Regions from separate parts of the Sus scrofa genome. Here region 1 is linked to region 2. Evidence: chromatin contacts called from public HiChIP or PLAC-seq data. All regions are on one chromosome and are shown on one strand. Each heading gives the region's core, a stretch centred on a gene start, on an enhancer-like site or on the middle of the called end of the contact. The rest is flanking DNA. Distances are from core to core; before and after follow the strand shown.

The links. HiChIP or PLAC-seq counts read pairs in DNA pulled down with a chosen protein or histone mark.
Region 1: a contact with region 2 is called in an H3K27ac HiChIP or PLAC-seq map of skeletal muscle. The contact joins two enhancer-like sites. A contact is called at or near these places in 8 of 47 Hi-C or Micro-C datasets (alveolar macrophages, brain, embryonic fibroblasts and 4 more) and 1 of 2 datasets of contacts at active chromatin or transcription factors (skeletal muscle).

Annotation. Positions count from the first base shown.
Region 1 is chr2:73,171,411-73,177,594 of Sscrofa11.1, forward strand. NRTN (neurturin) reads right to left here. Exons shown (of 3, transcript XM_021084020.1): 3 at 2,875-3,464. The coding sequence ends at 3,040. LOC100513844 (galactoside 3(4)-L-fucosyltransferase) reads left to right here. Exons shown (of 2, transcript XM_003123094.6): 2 at 1-206. Among named protein-coding and RNA genes, the nearest start is that of NRTN, 14 kb to the right of the region's middle. Within about 2 kb of position 3,336, at least 48 of the 83 cell types and tissues checked have an H3K27ac peak or open chromatin away from gene starts, as enhancers often do. A contact at or near this core is called in retroperitoneal adipose tissue and skeletal muscle, where this site is marked.
Region 2 is chr2:73,094,128-73,100,377 of Sscrofa11.1, forward strand. All of the region lies in intron 2 of RANBP3 (ran-binding protein 3), which reads left to right. Among named protein-coding and RNA genes, the nearest start is that of CAPS, 28 kb to the right of the region's middle. Within about 2 kb of position 2,409, at least 32 of the 83 cell types and tissues checked have an H3K27ac peak or open chromatin away from gene starts, as enhancers often do. A contact at or near this core is called in retroperitoneal adipose tissue and skeletal muscle, where this site is marked.

The DNA.
Region 1 (6,184 bases), core at 2,086-4,585, 78 kb after region 2:
GAGGAGCTCCCTCTGATGGACGGCTACCTGCCAGGGGCCATGACTGCTGGGGACCTCCCCAGCTAGGTCACTCACCCCCTGGGGAACTGGCCTTGGTGTCCTTAGTGATGGTGCTGATGGATTTGCATGTGATTACTGTGGCTGTTGTTAATTAACCGCCTCTGGGCTAAGCAGGTGGCAATATGACACTATTTTCCAGATGGGAATGCATGTCTTCCCTTCCTCCAGATTGGTGGTTTTCACCCCGGGGCGACTCTGCTCCCTGGGTCTAGGGATGTCTGTGGTTGTTACAGATAAGGATGGGATGATAGGAGTACCCGTCGTGACTCAGTGGTTAACAAATCCGATTAGGAACCATGAGGTTGCGGGTTCGATCCCTGGCTTGCTCAGTGGGTTAAAGGATCCGGCGTTGCCGTGAGCTGTGGTGTGGGTCGTAGACGCGGCTCGGATCTGATGTAGCCGTGAGCTGTGGTGTAGGCCAGTGGCTGCAGCTCTGATTGGACCCCAGCCTGGGAGCCTCCATATGCTGTGGGAGCGGCCCAAGAAAAGCCTAAAAAAAAAAAAAAAAAGGATGGGATGATAGCATCGAGTAGATGGGAAGCCAGAAATGCTGCTCAACAGCCTGCAGTGCCCAGACAGCTCCCTACAACCGAGAATGGTCCAGCCCCAAGAGAGAAAAACCCTCAAGGTCAAGGCAGGATGGGGGACCGAGGTCTAGAGGGGGTGGGAGTGTGGGGGCTGAGCAGTCTAGCTGTCCACACAGAGCAGGGCTGGGACAAAGGGACCTTCTACACCCAGCACAAGGATAGAGGGGCAGGGACTGCCCCCCCCGAAGGAGGGAGAGGGTGTGATGCTGTGCTTATGACTATGAGTGGGTATGACAAGTGACGACCATGTGGGGCTTGGCGCATGGCTCTGTGTGACTGAATGTGCGGCCCCATGTGTTTTTTTCAGATAAAGTGACTTTGAGGGTCCCCCATTCTGGGTGTGAATGTCCACTGAGCATGTAAGCATGTGGGCCCTGGGTCTGTGTGTGATCCTGTTTGCTAAGCCCCGGTGGGTGTGCCCTGTGAGCGCGTGTGTGTGTGTGTGTGTGTGTGTGTGTGTGTGTGTGTGGTGTGCACTGCTGAGAACCCCAGCCCTGGGGTCTGTGGGGGCAGCTCTGTTTATGTTCCAGTTTTCTGGTGGGCTGGGCCAGTACCCTGTGGTTTGATCTGAGTGGGAGACGTGGATGCTGGGGTCCCAGGAGGCCCCAGGAGAGTGCATGCACACACATGCACACGCACACACTCATTCTCTCTCTCTGGTGCATGCGAACACTCTCTCCCTCTCTCTCACGTGCATATTGAGGCAGCCAAGCTTCAGGGGCCCAGACCTGGGCTCCGAGGCCAGTTTTCCTGCTGTGTGTCCTTGTGTCCTGGGCCAAGCAACTCACACCTCTAAAGCTCTGGGCCCTCTAGCACAGGGAAACTGAGGCTCAGCTTCTGCAGCATCTGAGAACTCTGGCCTCTCTGCCACAGCCAAGCTGAGTCAGCCCAAATGGTATAGGAATCCACCACCCGAAACCTCAGAGTCAGAAGACTGTGGGGGTGGCTGGGGACCCCAGCCAGCCAGCCTGCCCTGGAACTGCCTTCCAAGCAGACCACCCACCGTCTGGGGCCTGGCCTCGGAGCCCTGCTCTCAGGGCTCCCTGGAAGTCCTGCCTGTTAGCTGCCTCCAGTGTCTCCTGCTGCAGCCAGGGGTCTTGGGCACAAGGGAGCTGGGGATGTGCCTGCCAGCCTGCGTGGACCTCCCTGGGGGCAGCTTGTGATTCGAACCCTTCAGCTTCAGGATGGTGATTGAGTTTGGGAAGGATATGATGTTTAGAAGGTGGTTCTGAGCAGAGATGTGTGGGAAAGGGGAGGCGGGGCCAGTCTATGAGACAACAGTAAGGGAGGGAAGCGGCTGTTCTCTCTGGAGCCCCAGTCAGGAGTGGGAGGAGGGAAGAGGAGAGGAGACCAGGTCCTCAGGAAAGCTGTCTGGGCAAAGGGGGAACTGTGCGCGCCGGACACCCGCCTCCCCAGTCTGCTGGGAAGGGTCTGAGGCATCTGGTCTCCAAAGTGGGGCTCTCTACACCCTCCTTCGTCCCAGGCCCTCCTCAGACTGTAGGACCTGCCGCCCTCTCCCCATCCGCCGAGAACCCAACACCCCACGTCGTCATGGGCCTGCCAAGCATCAAGGTGACCCGCAGGCAAATCTAAACACCGCACCGCTTTTTCCATTCTGCGCGGGGTACTCGTTGTAAATTCTCCCTGGAGCTCTGGCCAGAGCTTTTATGGCCCTAGGACCTAGGTCCCTGGGGACCCAGCTTGGCCCCAGCAGGCGCCAGTTTGGGGCTGGATGGAGTTGGTGCCAGCCCAACCCAGCCCGCAGGGAGATGGGCAGCACACATATATTTTTAGCAAGTGAAAGGAGATAGTGGCTCAGAGTTCACCCTGGTGGGAGCTGAGGAGGCCTGTCAGGTGAGAGAGGCCTGGAGCTCAGTCTTCCCATCTGCACTGTGGCTCCATCTTTCCAACCCAGAAAGATACCTTGCAGGGAGGTGAGGATGGGACACACGGGGAAGGGCACAGGGACCTGCAGAGAGGTGAGAGAAAGGGTCCCTGCTGACATTCCCCTATTTACCCCATTTTCCTTTTTGAATCCTGGAACTAAGATCCTCTTTGCATCTGCTTTCCTTTTCCCCAAGAGCAAATGGGATCCTCCCAGCATCCTGCAGGTGGTACCTACATCCGTCCCCATTTTCCCAATGGAGGTGGCGCCTCCTCCCCACACACCCTCGCTCCTCCAAGAGGTGGGCATCCCCGGGGTGGGGGGCAGAATCACAACTCGGGCTCGATTTTACACTCTTTATTTTAGTACAGTTATCACGAGAGTCCTGAGGCCTCGACGGCATCTTCTGCCCATGGGCAGTCCGTCGTGGGGCTTGCCAGGCCAGACGGTGGGTGCCGTCGGGACGGGAGGCGTGGCCACCATCTCGCCGGGCCCAGTGAGGTAGGGTCACACGCAGGCGCACTCGCGCGCCGACAGCTCGTGCACCGTGTGGTAGCGGCTGTGCGTGTCCAGGAAGGACACCTCGTCCTCGTAAGCCGTCGGGCGGCAGCAGGGCTGCGCGCGCACCCGCTCCCGCCGCACTCGCCGCCGCTGGCGCAGGCGCCGCAGCCCCAGGTCGTAGACGCGCGCGGCCGCCTCGCACGCGCCTGCGCAGTAGCGGAACAGCACTGTCTCGTCCGACGCGTAGCCCAGGCCCAGCTCGCTCACGCGCACCTCGAGCTCGCGTAGTCCGCACGGCCGTGTCCCCGACCGCGCGCGTGCGCGCCGCCGCCGGGGCCCCGCCCGACGGCGCGAACCTGGGGACCGCCCGGCCCACGGCGTCAGCTCGCGCAGCTCCACCGCGTCCGGGGCGCCCTGCAGTAGTGCACGGTCTGCAAGCGGAAGGAGATAAGGGGGTGGGGTGGGGTCAGTGGGTGGGTGGGAGAGAGTCGGAGGGAGCCCTCTCCCCTCGCTGTTCCCATGCCAAAACGGACCTTTGTGGAGACGCTAGTGCACCTTTTCCGGACCGCTTTTATCTCGCTCCCGGATTCCGGCTCATGCATCTTCTCGGGAGGTGTAAGGGGTGCATATCCAGATCCTTATGCCGTGTCCCCTTTTCTGGACCCTACACCTATGATGGACTACTCAGAACCTGGTACATCCTTCCCGGGTGCCCTGTACCACTTTTCCAGCCTGCCCCACCTTAAGCTGAGCTGACCTGGGTGACTGTCTCCCACTAGGCAACCCCTCCCCCCGCCCTGCCCCAGCACTCTCTGGGGACCCCATTCCTATGCAGGGCAGCATTGGGGATTGTTCCCCTTTTCACTGAGCTGCTCTTACCCGGTTGCAGAAAAGAAAGGGAGGGCTCAGCAGGTGGTGTGGTGATCTAAATCCCTGTCCCCGCTGGGCTCCAGCTGCCCACACCCCTATGCAGAGCTGCCCAGAGCACTGTTTCCCACACTCCAGCTACCATCAGGAAGCTTGAGCTATCGGGGTCTCTTGCTCACCCTCTGAGGTTCCAAAGCCCCCACATCTCTGAGCCCCTGGCCTGTTCATAATCTCCCACCTGTCCCTGCTGCTCCACTGTGTAGCAGAACTTGGTTTCCCTCTTCACAAAACCAAGTTGGGGCTGTGCGGGCTTCTCAGAAGGCACCGAGGAGTAGCAGGCACTGAGGTCCTATGTGGGGACCTCACCTCTTGAGGAGGCAGCTGTCAGGGAGACCCCCCCCCCGGTGTTGTAGGTGAGGAAACTGAGCATCCAAAAGGGCAGAGACTTGCTGGAGGCCACACCACGAGCACGTGGCACAGAGAAAGAGAGATGAGCCCAAACAGCAGCCTTCCCACTTCCATCGTGTGCCCAAGTTTGGTCCAACTCCAGCCCTCTGCTCCCATAGCTGCCAGGAGTTGCCCCAAGCCTTAGATTCCCAGGGCCCCATGGCCTAAATTTATTTCCCAAGCGGCTGGCCCTGCCCCTCCCCCTCCCCCATACTCCTCCGCCCCAGGAGAGAAGTGCAGACTTTGGAATGGCAGGCAGTGATGATCGGCTGCAGATCTGCAGGCAGGGGGTTCCCAGCCCCTGAGCAGGTGGCAGTCACACTTGTGGTTGAGAGAGGAAATCTTGAGTTTAGCCCCCGCCTGTCCCCAAGGCTGATGCACCTGGCTGTCAAAAGAAATGGCTTACTGGGAGGCCTGAGGGGAAAGGGCTGTCAGGGGGTCTTGCTCTGCCACTCTCAGCCTTGTAGTTTCAGGCAGGCGCTGGCCCTGTTCTCTTCCTCAGTTTCCCTGTGTGCTCCGTGAGGCTTATAGGGACCCCATTTAGCTGGGGCTGGGAAGGTAGAAAGTTGGGGTGGGTGGGTAACCAAGCAGCATCTTCTGAGTTCTTGAAGCCCAGGGGCAGGAGCAGGGTGCCCCACACTGCCTGCTCTGGAGTTGGGTTGAGCCTAGCTCACTTCTGAAGCCTACAATTCCAACACTTAGTGTCCCCACCCCAAAGTTGTGTATCCAGAGAGTTAACTCAGGGGTTGCCAGATAAGATACAGATGCCCTGTTAAATTTGAATTTTGGATAAACAATGATATTCTAGTATATCTGTCTGCCTCCCTCCAGCAGGCCTAGCCATGTATGCTGGGTCTGGAATACAAAGAGGTGAGATCTGCACCCCCAGGCCTAAGCCTGAAATTCCACCATCAGCACGTTAGTCCCAGGGCCTAGGACATTCGACTTGGGGGGATCGGGAGCCATTCCCTTCCCTCAGTAGGGCTGGGTCCAAGGACAGGATGCCAGGCAGGCAGGGGCTGACCATGAGCCAAAATCCTCTGCTGTGCCTGAAATTCCACTATTGGTGCTTTGCCCCCAGGGCCTGGAGCGCTAGCTTTAGGGGGCCCACCCGGGTCCCTGGGACCCAGTGTCCTGGGAAGGACTTTGATGCCTATAGGAGGGAGTGGTGGAGGCGGAAGTGGAGACTGCGCCGGAGGCCACCCACCCTTGTCCATTGTAAAGACAAGAAAGAAGGATTGTGTGGGCTGGCAGGGCGGGTGCGGACGTGCACACAGGCGTGCACGCAACCCCTACCCACAAGGGTCCATGTATGTGCCCCCCCATCCCTGCTCCTAACTCCCCCTCCATCTGTGCGGGTGCTTGCGAGGACATGAAGGCGTGCACACAAGGTCGGGGCCCATGCACTGCCCTGGACCGACAGAACCTGAAGAGGGCAGGCGCCAGGGGAGAGTGGGGAGCAGGGTGGACACGCCCCCCAGTGGGCGTGTCCACTTTTCTACCTCCCTGCCTGTTCCCATCCTGTGTCTCTGTGCTGTTCTCTCTCTCTCCCCCCTTCTAGGTCTCTTCTTATTTCTAGGTCTCTCTCTCATTTCCCCCTCCCCTTGGTCCCTGTCCACCCTGGCAGGTCACTAGGGCCTTGGGTCCAGCCTCCCTCTCCCTCCACCCCCCGCTGCGCTGCAGGGCCGCCCGGGCCGAATGCCCAGGTCTAATCTCCATCTGGCCCCCTGGCCCCTAAGGGCTAGAGCCTAATTCCTTGTGACAGCTGAGCCGAGAGACCCCAGTTCCCAGGAGCCATCCCATCCGACGCCCCTGCCAGGCCTTTGGGGGGATTTGC
Region 2 (6,250 bases), core at 1,159-3,658:
GACAAATGCAAGGTCAAGTGTGATGGCAGGGAACCTGCAGATGGTTGTGAAGTCACTGTGGGAGAGAGCCAGGACTGGGAGGAGCAGTTTCTAAATGTACCAGCCTAACAGTCAAGGCTGTGCATGTGACATACACACAGCTGCTATGTAGTTTTAACATTCGTGATTATAGGAATCCCCAGTTCCTTCAGAGGTCTCAACGGTGCCACTGTCACATCACTTGGTGACAGCTTTGAACCAACCAGGGCATGGTCCATTGGGCTCTCAGCAGAGTAAGGCCTGTCTGATTGCTAATGGTTTCCCTTAATTGGATTTCTCTGCTGATTGGGCATGTTCAAGACCAAGTAAACTTTGCTCTTTTAGGTCAATTATGGGCATAAATCAAAGCAGATGGAACCCGATCCCAGCTGCTTATCCAGCTGAGGTATTTCTGTGGTGAACTTGGACTAGTTGCTTTTGTATCAGAGCAGGTTAGGAGCTTGCTCCATACCACACTGGAATGCAGCAAACGCCCACACGTTACCCAGGTCTCTTCCCTCACGTTTTGTCTGTTCTCTCTTCCATGATCCCTTGGGGAAATGTAAAGCTCTGAGTTCTTTGTAATAAATAGTGGCTCGCATTGTTGCTTATAAAAGGCCCTTGTCATCCTTGAGTCTCATCAGAACTCTGGCTAGTTAAGGCTCAGTACCAGGAAAAAGTCTCTATATATCAGGTTTCCTGGCTCTCAGAGGCAGCTTGAAGGACACCATACCACATGCAGATTAAGTTCTCCATTTGATCTGGAAAAAGCAAGTGAGTATTCCTAGTGCTCACTGTGAGCCTGGCTGCAGTCTCTCCTGGACTGAAGCTCTGCGCCAAGGCGCTGCTGAGCCTAAAATATATTTATGAGACCCACCAGGAAGCTTAGAAAGAGTCTGGAATGAGTCCCCTGGCTGGACCGCGTCCCCTCATCCTCCAGCCTCTGCATGAGATTTGACCCTCGTTCTGCCCCTGCCCAGCATTCACGTCTTTGGAGGCCACCTCTTTTTTTCAGTGTCTGACTTTTTGGTAAAAATTTCTGAGCTGGTTCCCTCAGTCACAGAATAAACAATAAATTGCCCTGGAGTCCACATGAAGACAATAACAACTCAGCAGGCCCCTCTCTTGAGTGACTTCACCCCAGGTGTCCATTTTCCTGCAGCCACAGCAGTGGGCTTTCTAGCTGGGCGTCCAGCAGAGAATCACTGAGTCCCAGGCAGGCCAAATGGTGTCTGGCATTTTCTGGAAGGAGTTTCCCTGATAGGGTCTTTCTTTCTGGTCTCTTCTTGGAGGTCAAGAAGGCAGTGCCATTCGTTCCTGCTCCTGCTTGTTTGTCTGTGTGTGTCAGCTTCTGAGATGCAGCCTCCAGCTTTCTCCCCTCTTCCTGGACTGGCCTGGCAGCCTTGTCCCTCGAGGCCACACCAGGCAGCCTCATGAGAGCCATGTTTTTGGGAACGGTGCAAGCCTTAATAAATCAAGTGATCTTAATTTTCATAGTTTCATCCTTTATTCGAAGAACAGAAAATTTTCACGCCTGTGGTCCCTGGGTTAGATGATCCCTTGTATTTTGCACTTGGCAACAGGGACTTACACACCTCACAATGAGCTGCTCCCTGCTGAGGTTCCCGTGTCTGCTGAGGGGAGAGAACTGTGTTGCCTGCCCCATCTGCTTACTGGACTTGCGCAGTCAGGGTGGCCGTGCTTGTTAGGCCACACCCAGCCGTCCTCTGCTTCATTTGTTCACATTGTCTTGATGCCAGAAAATAAGTTGAAACATTCTCTTTGGTCTTCTTTCTCCTCAGCCTCTTCATGTAAGTGTTAATTGGGGTTATTTTCCTCATGGTGTCCCTAATGGGTGCTGATCCCAGCATCCCCAAGGTGACATCCTGAAGCCCTAATCCTCACTGAGGTGGCCTTTGCTCTGGGAAGAAGCAGAGAAGGAAAGGAGGCTTCACACCCTGCTTCTGTCCTCACTCCCTCCCAGAAAGTCTGCTTAAAATCCTCCTCACTGCCTATAGCAGTGACTCCTGAGCTGTGGGCTACAGGCTCTTGGAGTCCAAGAGTTGGAATGGCAGGGCCCAATCCCTTGTGTGTCCCAGGCATTGTTTGTTCTAAGCTGACCCCTGAACAGCTGCTTCCTTGGTTGGAGCCGAGGGTGGTGCCAGGCCACTTTGACATGGAAGAGGTCCTGCCCATCGGGCTGCTGTGTCCGAGGACAGTGTCTGTGGAGCTGGCATTTGGCTTTGTGTGGGGCCAGGAGTGGCTGAAGGGGAGTTGCTGCACACCAGACCTTTTCCTGCTTTGGGAGAAAACAGCATGAGGCAGCCAGGCCCAGACAGCAGGCTCAGGCTCGCTCCAGCAGGGGGCAGGCTGCTCCTCGCATGACAGCTCTGGAGGGTTGCCAGCTGTCCTAGGCATCTCCAAAGGCAAGCAGAAATGTCTTCGCTTTGCATTGTCTTCCTGCTTCCTTGCACTGGTTCCTTTTGAGGAGAGTTAATGGTGTTACTTTCCTCACTGCTTCTGAGTCAGCTGTTTAAGAACCCACAGGAAGTTCCCATCAGCTTCTGGGAGGTTCTCCCAGTGAGAGAATCTTCCTGTGTTGTCCTTCTCAGGTCTTGGCCTCAGCCTTTCTAAAACCAAGAGGCCTGCCACATGCCTGTGGGATGGTTCTTAAAATAGATTTGGGGGGTGGATTTGAGGGTTTCCAGGGATCTAGGAGTATCTAGTTTTGTCTGGCTAGGTGCCCTTTCCTTTCCAGGTCACTGAGGAGGCTGTGGCAGAGGACATAAGCTCCATTTGTGCGGTAGCTACTTGCCAAGCGTGTTTTGTGCAGAGCCAGGTTTTGGGTGTATGAACTATGAGCAGAACAGACAGGGCAGGGCCTCCTGGTAGCAGGAGACAGACAACAGACACATTAGATCTCTTCCAGCTGTGATACACAAAACAAGGTAGAGGCCCAAGAGAGGTTGGAGGATCGGGTAGAGAGGACTGCTTCTGTTTGCTGGGTGATGAGAGAGCACGTGAGCAGGGGTTCACCGTCAGGGACGGCCGTGGGAGCAGCACGTGGAGAAGGAACACCAGGTGGGAACAGCATTGACGTGTTTGGGAAACAGGAAAGAAACAGCAAGGCCGGAGTGTGACGGCAGGGAGGGGTGGTGCAGGACGGACCAAGGGGGACAGGGCTGCAGGAGGCCATCCAGGGCTCAGCAGTCCTAGGCCCTGAGAGGTGGGGCTGCAGCCCCAAAGGTCTGGGTATGCTTCTGGGGAAAGGCTCCTAACACTCATCAAATTTTCAAGAAGACCCAGATCCCTGCAAGCCGTGGGGTGTTTCTGGCAGAAGTAAAGAAAGGTGACATTAAAAGAGCCCCAGGGTAGAGTTCCCGTTGTGGCTCAGTGGAAACGAATCCGACTAATATCCGTGAGGATGTGGATTCGATCCCTGGCCTAGCTCAGTGTCTTAAGGATCTGGCATTGCCATGAACTGTGGTGTAGGTTGCAGATGCACCTCAGATCCAGTGTTGCTGAGGCTGTGGTGTAGGCTACCACCTGTAGCTCTGGTTAGACCCCTAGCCTGGGAACCTCCATGTGTTGCAGGTGTGGCCCTAAAAAGCAATGAAAAGGAAAAAGAGCGCCCCAGGGAGTTCCCATTGTGACACAAAGGGATCAGCAGTATCTTCATAGCACTGGGATGCAGGTTCAGTCCTTGGCCCAGCACAGTGGGTTAAGGATCCGGGGTTGCTGCAGCTGTGGTGTAGGTCACAACTGCAGCTCAGATCTGATCCCTGGCCCTGGAACTCCATGTGATGTGGGGCAGCCAAAAAAAAAAGAGCCCCAGAATACACGAGGCAAAAACTGACAGAAAGAAGGGAGACTAGGCAGTTCTGTCACATTGTTGGAGACCTCAGTGCTTCACATCAGAAAGGATGTGAGTAGTAGCAGAGTGCATGGTCGTCTCAAGGGCAAGTAGGGAACTGCAGGGTAGACCACTCACTAGGCCACAAAATAAGTCTCTATAGACTTAAAAGGATTGAAATCACAGTCTTCTCCAGCCACAACAGAATGAAACTAGAAATTCACAGCAGAGCGTTCCCGACATGGTGCAGTGGGAACAAATCCGACTAGGAACCGCGAGGTTGTGGGTTTGATCCCTGGCCTCAATGGGTTAAGGATCCAGTGTTGCCGTGAGCTGTGGTATAGGTCGCAGATGCGGCTTGAATCTGGCATTGCCATGGCTCTGGCGTAGGTCGGCAGCTGCAGCTCCAATTTGACCCCTAGCCTGGGAACCTCCATATGCCGTGAGTGTGGCCCTTAAAAAAAAAAAAAAAAAGGAAGAAAGAAATCCACAGCAGAAGGAACCCTGGGAAATTCACACATGTAAAAATTAACCTAGCTAGCCATTGGGAAAGGGCAGCTGTGAGGGAGCAGGGGGAACCTATTGAGACTGAGGTGGCGGAGGACTGTCCTCCACAGCACCTGAGAGACAGAAGGAAGCTCAGGCCTCACAGCCTTCAGGACCATTGCTCTGTGTATAACTTGGGGGACATGTGCTTTGGCTGCCTCTCAGTGGCCCAGAGAGTGCCTGGAACTGTGTGCTTTACTGAACACATTCCAGGAGAGCCCCCAATATGCTGGCCACCAGGAGCCTCCTGGAACTTACAGGTTAGTGAGGGACCCTGACACAGACCACACGACCAGAATAAGAGCCACAGAGGAGTGCAGGGAGCGGTGAGGCCACAGGACCAAGGGGTTCTCCTCTGGGAGGTGAGGGAAGGGAGGGTGTCAGTGGTGAGGGAACAGCATCTATAGAGGCCAGAGAGGGTAGCCATTTCCATTCAGGACACAGCAGATCCCACTGGCCCCAGGGGGTTGCTATGAGCCAGTTTGGTAGAGTTGAAATGCTTGTTGAAGGAAAAGGGGAGAAGTTGAGGATGGGACTGAAGGGCGGGGTGGGCTGGGGATGGCCTGGCCTGCTCTGGGGCAATAGAAGGGAGGGACCTGGAGCCTGCACCTTGATGATGTTGCCCAGGGCAGGGATGATCCCAAGAGAAGACCTGGTGTTCTATGACATGGCTCTGAGCTGTCAGAATGACAGGGCTGCGAGAATGCGTCTCTTGGCTCCCCCATACTAAGACACTCTTCATCACCCCTCCAAGGGTCCCTCACCCTGGTCCCTCACCTGGCTCTCCCATTCACACCTCACCCCGCGCTCTCCTGGGTGTGTCTCCCTGAGCTCTGCTCCACCTCCCCCAGCACTGCCCCTGGGTGTGTCATCTCCCCACAGAAGTGGGCTTGCTGGGAGAGTGCTGCCTCACCTGGTCCAGGTGTGGGCCACCTGCTTAGCCCATTGACCTTCTGCACCTCCCTCCCTGCGGAGGAAGCACCTGCACCACCTTTTTCCAAGTGAGGGAGTGGAAGCCTGGGCTAGTGAAATAATTTGCCCAGGTTTTCACAGTTACGAAATAGCAGAGCTGGAAGAAACCAATTAGATTCTACTGGTTTCCAAGAGGGCTGTGACACCTCGCTCCTCTCTCAGGCTCTGGTCACTGTTTCATGCTCATCTAGAGCCAGCCTGCTGGATTCCTCTGGTATTTTATTTGTCTGGGGCTCCATGGTATGTGCACAGTTGCCGCCAAGGACTACCAAATCCCTGTTGTGTTATGAGGGTTTCGCATTTCCTGAGCATTTTGATGGATGTCTCGGGTGGGGAGGGGAGAGGCCAAGTCAGGATCCTTTTCTTACTATTGCTCGGCCTCTCACTGTCCTTTAGGACAGGTCTGTAAACTGGCCCACAGCCTGTTTTTGTCCAGCCTGTGAGCTAAGACGGTGTCTGTGTTTTTAAAGGATTGTAAAAACAAAGTAAAGAATATACAGCGTGCAGCCTGTGAAGCTGAAAATACTTTCTGGCCCTTTATGGGGGAAGTTCCGCCCGGCTCCTCCTGCAGTTTCCTCGTCCACAGCCTTTACTGCTTTTACGTGTTGCTCTGCAGCTTGCAAAGCACTTTCACGTGCATCATCTCATTTACTCCCTAACAGATCCTCCAGGCAGGTGGTCCTCATTTGGCTAAACTGGACCCCTGAGGGGCTTTTGTGAAAATAAGGAAATTGGCTCCCCTGCTTGCTCTTGAACCAGTGCCATGAAGTCACCCCTTCACAGTTCACTTTTGTCTGCTTAGTTCTGAAGAATCCCAAGTCCCTGAGAGGGGAATGAGGAATTGTGTGTTATCCCAGAATT